2 separate regions of the Zea mays genome follow, and region 2 is linked to region 1. Evidence: chromatin contacts called from public Hi-C data. All regions are on one chromosome and are shown on one strand. Each heading gives the region's core, a stretch centred on a gene start, on an enhancer-like site or on the middle of the called end of the contact. The rest is flanking DNA. Distances are from core to core; before and after follow the strand shown. Region 1 has its middle 7.2 kb from the start of LOC109941556. Region 2 holds the start of LOC103635399 (WRKY transcription factor WRKY28).

Evidence for each region. Hi-C and Micro-C count contacts between places; a contact is called where the count stands out from the background.
Region 2: a Hi-C map of leaf shows a contact between it and region 1, with 4 times the contacts expected there. The contact joins the promoter of LOC103635399 here to the enhancer-like site in region 1. A contact is called at or near these places in 2 of 25 Hi-C or Micro-C datasets (ear and leaf).

Annotation. Positions count from the first base shown.
Region 1 is chr8:76,378,737-76,383,417 of Zm-B73-REFERENCE-NAM-5.0, forward strand. No RefSeq gene overlaps it. Among protein-coding and RNA genes, the nearest start is that of LOC109941556, 7.2 kb to the right of the region's middle. Within about 2 kb of position 2,470, at least 17 of the 20 cell types and tissues checked have an H3K27ac peak or open chromatin away from gene starts, as enhancers often do. A contact at or near this core is called in ear and leaf, where this site is marked.
Region 2 is chr8:76,466,914-76,471,594 of Zm-B73-REFERENCE-NAM-5.0, forward strand. It overlaps LOC103635399 (WRKY transcription factor WRKY28), which reads left to right and starts at 2,496. Exons shown (of 3, transcript XM_008657854.4): 1 at 2,496-3,234; 2 at 3,338-3,460; 3 at 3,593-4,158. The coding sequence starts at 2,759. The coding sequence ends at 4,037.

The DNA of each region.
Region 1 (4,681 bases), core at 1,220-3,719:
GAGATGTTGATGTAAGAATTCCTGCATAATGGATCGTTCATGTAACCAAGATGACAAATTATCAGGAACTACATCATGCAATGTAATACCGAGAGTTCGAGGCTTAGCCTCAAATGGCGAACAACGCAAAGCGGAGCGCATACTAGTATTATAACAAAACTCAGCTGCTGGTAGCCAGTCTTTCCGCTTCTTGGGACATGCACTGACGAAACATCGGAGAAAGGTTTCCAAGCATTGGTTGACGCGTTTCGTTTGGCCATCAGTTTGGGAGAGGTAAGAGGAACTGAGTTTTAATTCGGTTCCAATCAGCTTGAAGAGTTGTTGCCAAAATGTGCTGGTGAAGACTGGATCCCTATGTGAAACAATGGAAGCTGGAAGACCATGCAACCTGTACACACGAGTCATGAACACCTGAGCAACTGAGCTAGCTGTGTAAGGATGGGATAGAGGAATGAAGTGAGCATATTAAGTAAACTTATCCACCACAACGATAATGCAATTAGCAGGACCAGAAACTGGCAAGCCTTCAACAAAATCCATAATGATTGTTTCCCAGGCCATGGACGGAACCGACAATGGTTGAAGTTTCCCAGGGAAGGCAGACCGGTCTGGTTTAGCTTGCAAACATGTCTGGCAATTGTGCACGAACTCTTGTACAACTGCTTTCATATGCTTCCAAGCAAAAAGATGTTTCAAACGAGTGTATGTGACCGGAATGGCTGAATAGCCGCCGACTGGCGAAGTATGAAGGGCGGCCAGCAATCGATGTTGGAGAACTGGGTCGTTCCCCCCAAATGCGACCTTTGTAACGAAGCAAGCTGTCGGTAAGGGTAAAGTTGGGGACAGCCGAAGGATCTATAGCGACTTTAGTCAGCAAGGACTGAGCATCTGGGTCATGTAGGTAGTTGTTATGTACATCAATTAACCATTGAGGGATCATTTCAGAAACATCATTGAATTCAGGTTCAAGGCGACGGGATAGGTTCATGTAGGTAGTTGGTATGACCTTGCCGATAGACAATTTTATACTGGAGTCCTAAAAGCTTGGTGAAAACCTTGTGTTGCCAGGGAGTATGCAGCCTCTGTTCATTTAACTGAGAAAGGCTTTGATGATCAATAAGGATCAGGAACTCCCCATTCTGCAAGTATTGACGCCACGGTTGCACAGCCACCAGAATAGCCATAAACTCCTTCTCATAAGCTGACAAGCCACAGGATTTAGGGCCTAATGCTTTGCTTAATAAGGCCAAGGGTGACCTTTCTGCACAAGGACAACACCCACACCACTAGAGCTGTCATCACTCTCAATAGTAAACTGAGTGGAGAAATCTGGAAGAGCAAGAACCGTGGCTGACATTAGGGCCTGTTTTAGTGTCTGAAAGGCTGTAGAATGGTCCTCCATCCACAAAAACAGTGCACCTTTCCTCAACAGGGCGTGAAGGGGTTGACAAATAATGCCAAAGTGCCGGATGGATTTCCGGTAATACCCGGCCAATCCCAAGAAGCTCCTCAACTCCTTAACACATGTTGGTGTAAGCCACTGTGCGATCACCTGAATTTTTGCAGGGTCTACTGCCACCCCCTCAGCACTGACAATACGGCCTAGATATGAGACTCTGTTTTGTGCAAACGAGCACTTGGATAATTTTACTTTCCATTGATCTTGCGCCAACAGCTCAAACACTTGCTGTAAGTGACGAAGTGTAACACTCTAAAATTATATTATAACATTTAGAGAAATTCTTCCAAAAGTTCTAGATTAAAATATATTTTTATAAAAACATTCTCTGAAATAGATAAATGGTATTAGTATTTTTTTGTAATCTAAAATTTATACTTAAGGCATTGAAATGGGAAATGTTATTTGAAACTCCGAAAGAAATAAAATAGGGTCATCTTGAATTGGTAATTGATGAAATATGTGTTTATAATCCTTCTATAAAGAAGATTTAAAATTAAAATAATTCTTCATAAAAGTAGACAATATTAGCTCTTGAATTAAATAAGTAATAAATACATAATTTTTAAATGAACTTTTAACTAGACTCCACATTCAAATTGAAATTTTATTAAGATGAATGACGTGTGTGTATGGCATATTTAAATCAATAGGCCCAAATAAATAATTAAAAGATTTAGTACCTTGCATTCATGTTGAGTCCTTTTTGTTTGTGCATTTGTATTTAAGTTTGATTTTGAAAACCAAATTTGGATTGAAATCTGAAAACTGAAATTAGAAGTGAAAATATAAATAAGAAAAATAAAAAAAATAGGGAAAGAAGCTCACCAGCCCACACATCAAGAATTGCTACCGCAGCCCATTCCCCTCCATGTCTCTTCTCCTATTGATTTTCTTTTTTTATTCCCTTGCCGCATGTGATGTCGGCATGACATCTATGATGGCATTAGCCAAAACCCAAAACGAGCCTCACGCGTCCACACGATCGTGCGGCTGGTGACAGGTGGGCTCAATCTGTCGTACTCATCTTCTAGACCGGGTGGGGCCATGATGACAGGAGTCTTCAACCTGCGGAGTTCAGCTCGAAGCCGTCTTCTAGGACCCCTCCCTACCTTGACTTTTGTTTCGATGGGTGGTTGCGCCTCTATAGCCCGAATTTCTCGTGGCCTCTTGCACGCCCTAGGTCAGTTGTGTCCCTAGCCATGAGTCTAACCCAAGCATGTCGATAGGATCGAAACGAACACTGCACCCTGTTTCCGGAGAAATCGTAATGAACTCCGCACAACTAGAATAGATCCTAGTACTATACTCACTTATATATATCCTTGCTCTCGTGTCCTCCTGAGTCATCGCGTCGAGGGAACTAATGCCATAGCCACGAGTTCATCAACGAAGGATGAGATCGAGTGCCACCGTAGTGGGTTCTCAGCCTCGCCAAGGATGGAGGCCACGACTGCGCGACTGCTGGTTAGTTGCATCCCCATTTATTGGCAGTACTCCGTACGTGTTTAGTGCGTGGACGATCATGTGGTAGGGCACTAGAGCGTGGGGCGGGTGATCGTCGGAGCTTCACCGTCGTGCAGGCTCTGCACCGCCGCCCTGTTGATGTCGAAAGATGGGAGGAAGGTAGAATATGGCCACATCTAGATCCCATGCCCATTAATTCTTTATGTGACCCGATCTAACTCATATCACTTATTTTTGTGTGACCCTACTAATTTATTAAAAATATGATATCTTTTGGATAAAATAATTTATTTTAGTCTAAGTTGTGCTATGTTCATATTAATTTGGCGTACGTAATAATAACATTGTTTTAATTAGTTAATTACTTATTTAATTAATGTTAATTAACTAGATAATATTGTTAATCTAATTTATAGTTCTAACCTACACATTTTATAAATAATCGTTCAACTAAAATATTTTAATTTAATACCTGCTTGGTTTAAATGCAATATCTGTTAGATCTCATCTATTAGATTTATTGTTTCTAAAATATCATTTTATCCATAAATGCTTTGTTTAGTTCCGATTTTAATGGTTCTCGGACCTATGATCTTGTAGCGACGCGTAGAATATTTTTACGCAGTTTGTTCTTATGCTTTGGTGTAATGTTGCCATATCCATTATTTGCTTGATTGTATGTATTGCTACGAGTATAGGCGAGGTGACTATGAATCTTGAGGCCCAACTTTTGGTGTAGCATTTGGACTAAAAGGTTATCACAAGTATAAGGCAAGTTGTGCTCTGAAAGGGAAATGACCTTAAACCATTTCTTACATTCTAGTGCTTGATGACCTTCACAACCATTCAGACTAATTAGTTTGCCTAGTCTCTGATTCACAGGTTCATAAGATCAACAATTTAGTTTCTAAGTCACAATTAGCTCAGTTTCAATCAAATAGGGTTCACAGGATGCAAAGATGGTTGGAATAAGGTAATAGGGATGCAACACTTCAAAAGAAGACATAAAAAGAAACAGAGAAGTCCAAGACTCAAGAACAAAAGAAGCCCAAAAGAATCAGCGAAGAAATCCAAGAAAAAAGGCAGTCAACCAGCACACTGGTGGTGCACCGGACAGTGAACAACAACATGTCCGGTGCGCACCGAACTATCCGATGGGACACCGGGTATTCTGCGCAGAGAGGCCCACAACGGGGGCTTTCAGGTTGTGGCACCGAACTGTCCGGTGTGCACCAAACAATCTAGCAACGGTTGGATCCAACGGTCGACTGCCGCAGACCTCAACGGTCGACTAACGTGGCTTGGGCACCGGGCAGCGAATAGTGCATATCCGGTGTGCACCAGACTGTCCGGTGGGATAACCAGACAGTCTGCGCAGAGGGGCCCATAGACAGGAACCTCAGGCTGTAGCACCAGACTGTTCGATGTGCACCGGACAGCCTGGGTAACGGTCAGATCCAACGATCGACTGCTACAGACCCCAACGGTCGGCTGATGTGGCAGACACCGAACAGTGAACAGTGCTCTATCTGGTGTGCACCGGACTGTCTGGTGCGTCTGTCGATAGAAAGCTACTGTTTTCTGTCCAACCGCTAGAAATGAGGTTGGGGCCTATAAATACCATGCCAACCGGTCATTTCAAGGTGTGGGAGCCTAAGCAACATATCAAGGCATATAGTAGACATATCCAAGCCATCCCAACCGCCTCCATTCATTGATCTATCTCATACACAAGAGTTGGGTATTCCATACACA
Region 2 (4,681 bases), core at 1,246-3,745, 88 kb after region 1:
AATGGCGAGAAACCATCTGTTGCCAAACCGAAGCGAACATTCCGCACTTCATCAGCAAAGCTGGAATCAAAAGCATCTAGTGCCTTCCATGCATCTGTATCAGCTGGGTGCACCATGACATTTGGATTCTCACGTACCCCTTCTTTGTGCCACCTCATGTGTCTGGCTGTATTCTTGGAGATGAACAAACGTTTCAACCGAGGTATAAGAGGCATGTAACGAAGCTGCTTACGTGCAATCTTCGTAGTCACGGTCAAACCATCGTCGTTTTCAACCTCAAAGAATCTACGCTCACCACATACAGTACACTCCTTCTCACCCGCGGTCTCCTTCCAGAAAAGCATACAATTATTTTCACAGACATCGATTTTTTCGTAGTCCATACCGAGCCCAGATAACAACTTTTTAGACTGATACATGTCCTTTGGCATCTTGTGATTCTCCGGAAGTACATCACCGATCAAGTTCAAAAGCTTCTTGTAACAGTTGTTTGAGAATGCAAACTTAGACTTAATAGCCATAAGTCGAGTCACAAATACAAGGACGGTCACTTTTGTGTGCTCATGCAACGGCTCTTCGGCAGCTTTAAGGAGCTCGAAGAACTTCTGAACCTCAGGTGTAGCTGGATCCTCGAACTCGGTGGGTTGACCGGGGTTCTCCCAATCGACTGTTAGAAGCTCATGGCGTACATCGTCAAGCATCTCTTCCATCCTATCGTAGTCCTCCTCTTCATGTGACTGAACTTCCGATACAATACGAGGAGGTGGATCCTCACCGTGGTGCACCCACACCTCATAGCCTGGCATATAACCGTTCTTGCAAATATGTATCGATCCTCCTGTCAAGGAAATTAATGTTCCGACACTTGCTACAAGGGCACCTAACATCGGTTCCAGTCTCTGACCGAGCAAAAGCACGGTCGAGAAAAGCATCAGTCTTGGCAACCCACTCACTTGATAGAGCACCTCTTTTCTTCCAACCTTCATACATCCATCGACGATTCTCCTCCATACTAGATACGAGACGTTAACTTAATTAGTTATGATTACTAATTAACCACACTAATACAATAGCCACTAATTAACCAAACTAATACAATAGCACTACAAAAAATCATTTCACGGGACCCTAAATCAAATAAAACAACCTTATTTCGGAGGGCTTAATAATTACCCTCGGAAATTAAAAGTTTAAATTATATAACCACTAATAAATAAATTAAAACAAGCTAATTTAATTGCATAATTAAATTAAGCCGTCGGACATAACAAAACTAAACATTGCTAATAGCAAACAATATATGCATATACAAAATTATACTAAATATTATAAAATTCCTTACTTTGTCGGACGATTAGCTGATGAAGCGGACGCCGGCGGGGTCGGGGCGGGCGCCGGTGGCGTCGAGGACGGGGGGCAGAGGCTCCGGCGGCCGCGGGCGGCGTCGGGGCGGCTCCGGTGTCGCTTTGGCGGCGGTGGAGTTGCCAGTCGACGTGGACAGAGGATCGGGCGCGGGCTGGGCGTCGGGACGGGGCTGGAGGTCCCCGGGAGAGGCTTGGGCGGTGCTGGGCGACGACGGCGGCTCGTCGGCGATGGTGGCGGCGGCGTGGGAGAGGCGGCGGCGGCGGCTACGCATGCGAGCGGCGGAGAAACAGAGAGAAATGAAACCGACGCGGGCCGCGGGGCGCGGTTAAAATTCATTAGTTCCGACGGCCACCTAGGAAGCCGTCGGACTTGTATCGTTTTACTGTAGTGACTCTAATTAGACTGTTAGTTTATTACTGTTGGGAGGGACGGACGGACGTGGACGCGCATGAAACACGTAGAGGAGAGGGCGGTGTACGTTGTGCATCTGCTGCCCAACTCGACCGATGGTCACGCATCGGCGAGGCCACGTACAATTTCAGGTCTAAACCTTCGTCGGTGTCAAAATCCAATTACTTGGGAAAGGGAGGATGATTGCTTTTGCAGTTAAGCGTGTTGAATAAGCAAGTCTCAGATTGTTGCGTTGTATCTTTAGGAAAAGGCAGGCAGGCAGATTGACAGAGCCGCTCTCGCTCTGTCGTCCTCTCCCTCTCGCTCTCGGGCGCGCCGCAAAGCGCACGCGCGATCTTGCCACGGATTCATCCATGGATGGACAGCCACCTGCTTCTCCCGTCGCGCCCCGGTCGATCGGTGCTGATGGAGCGTGCGTGGCGTCTGCGTCTCGCTCTCACATCACACATGCTTGCCTGCCTGCCTGCGTGCTTATAAAGAGCAAAGATTTCCCGCTAGTGTACGTCTACTGTACCTGAGCGTGACATGCATGGCACGCGTCGTCGGATCTCCTTCCCGACGCTATCTATCGATCGCGCCCGATCCTGCCGCCACGGCGAGTCGTCTCGTCGGCGGTCGATGAGTGCCCTGAGCAATCCATCTAATCTCGGGCGATCTTCGTGGCGTGCCCACCCACTACCGCGGGCAGCTAAGCTAGCTAGCGACAGCGAGAGCACGCCGCCGCCCGCCGATGCGTTTCACTTTACATGCACCTCGCTCTCAGCTCGTCGCTCGCCCGCCCGCCGCACTACACCGCCGCTGCACGCGCTATATCTGTACTACTCGTAGACAAAGGATCCTCGGATTTGATTGATAGGCTAATGTCAACATACACACGTCATGCCAAAGTCAAACCGTCTCTCTCTCTCTCTCTCTACATATATGAAGCCGGCCTCTCGCCCACCTTAGCTTGGCACTTGGCACACACACTCGATCGATCGCCATGGACTGCTCCAACGACTGGGACCTGCAGGCGCTCGTGCGGAGCTGCGGCGGCGGTAACCGCAGCGTGCAGCATTCGAGGGCCGGGGCCGACGCTCCTCCAAGGGAGGAAGCTGCTATGGTCCGCGGCGGCGGCCGTGCGGCGGCCCAGCTGGAGTTGCTCGGGCAACCGGTGGGTGCGGTGTCGTCGTGGCGGCGCGGCCTCGACCACTTCGACGACCTCGTGGACCGCGACCGCGACCCGCGCCGCATGCCCTTCTCCGTCTCCGTCACGCCTTCATCATCTCGCGAGACGACGGCCACGTGTGGGCCCATGGCCAGGGCCGGGCAACAGCTCCGCCACGACGACGTGCTCTTCTCTTTCTCGGCTGCCGCTGCAGCAGGCGTCGTCTCCAGGTCCGGGCATCAGATGGTCCAGCCCAGGAGGCGGCAGCCCGGCCGCAAGGCGGGAGGTCGCACTCCCCGGCCCAAGAGAAGGTACGGCCGGTGCATACGTCGACGACGGCGGCTTTCCGTTTCGATGATTCGCAATTATATTCATCCGGCGATCGATCGTTGATGATTTAAAATTTAACATCAGCAAGAAGAGGCAGGTGAAGAAAGTGGTGTGCGAGGTGCCGGCAGCCGGCGGCGTCGTCTCCACGGACCTCTGGGCGTGGCGCAAGTACGGCCAGAAGCCGATCAAGGGCTCACCCTATCCACGGTATATATACAGTCTACATGTATACAGACATACAGTCCATGAGAGAGAGAGAGAGAGGTAGTTATTTATAGGCGCTGCATCTGAAATTCTGAACGCAACTCTTGTGCGTGCGCCCTGCATGCACATCATCAGGGGATACTACAAGTGCAGCAGCCTCAAGAGCTGCACGGCCCGGAAGTTGGTGGAGCGCAGCCCGGCCAAGCCCGGGGTGCTCGTCGTCACCTACATCGCTGACCACTGCCACGCGGTGCCCGCGATGCTCAACGCGCTGGCCGGCACAACGCGGAACAGGCCGTCGTCGTCGTCGTCTGCGTCCCCCGACGACGGCGACCACAACCAGGACCAGGAGACGTCGTCGGACGGGGCGGCGCCGTCCGCGGACAACAACAGCAAGGTCGACGACGACGACGGCGCCGCCGCCGTGGCCGTGGCCGTGGACGAGAACGACGCGTGCCTGCTGGAGGACGACGGCAACTGCCCGTTCGATGGTTTCTTCTGGCCGTTCGACGACGACTTGGATCGGTTTTTCGATGACGACGGCGGCGGCGTTCTTGGACGCCGCCGGCTGTCGCTTTAGCTGGGACAGGCCGGCCAGCCGGCGGGCCAACCGATATATAGTCCTCGTTAAGCTATTATATTCATCGTTGACTGCGCTTGTATTCTCCATCAATGTCTCCTTAATTCAGTGGCATTAAGCAGAATGGCGCCTTGGTGCAGCGCCGCAACTAGACGATAATGCAGAACGTGTACATTTTAACCGAGTTCCGTTGAATGCCTCTAGTACCTTTTTTATTATGGAAGCTAAGAATGATAATAGTAGCAGTCATAATTTAAACAGTAGGTATCTCAAATACGGTCTAAAAAATACAAAAAAATTATTTAAAAAACCCATGTACTATTAAAATTGTACCATTTATTTTTTTCTAAATTATTTAAGAACCCATGTACCGTCAGTATAACGCTAAGGCCCCGTTTGGTTCTGCTTTTCCTACCTGCTTTTGCTTTAGGCCCCGTTTGGTTCCATTAGTCCTAGAAATAAAGTTTAGTACAGGGATTAAATTTTAGTCCCTACCCTGTTTGGTTGTAGGGACTAAACCGATTCTAAATACATTAAATACAACACATAAAGACCAAAATGCCTTTTTTTGTTCGACACCAGTTTTATAGCAAGGGTAATTGCAGTAAATGTTGTTCTTTAGTCTCTTTTAGCATCCATGTGAG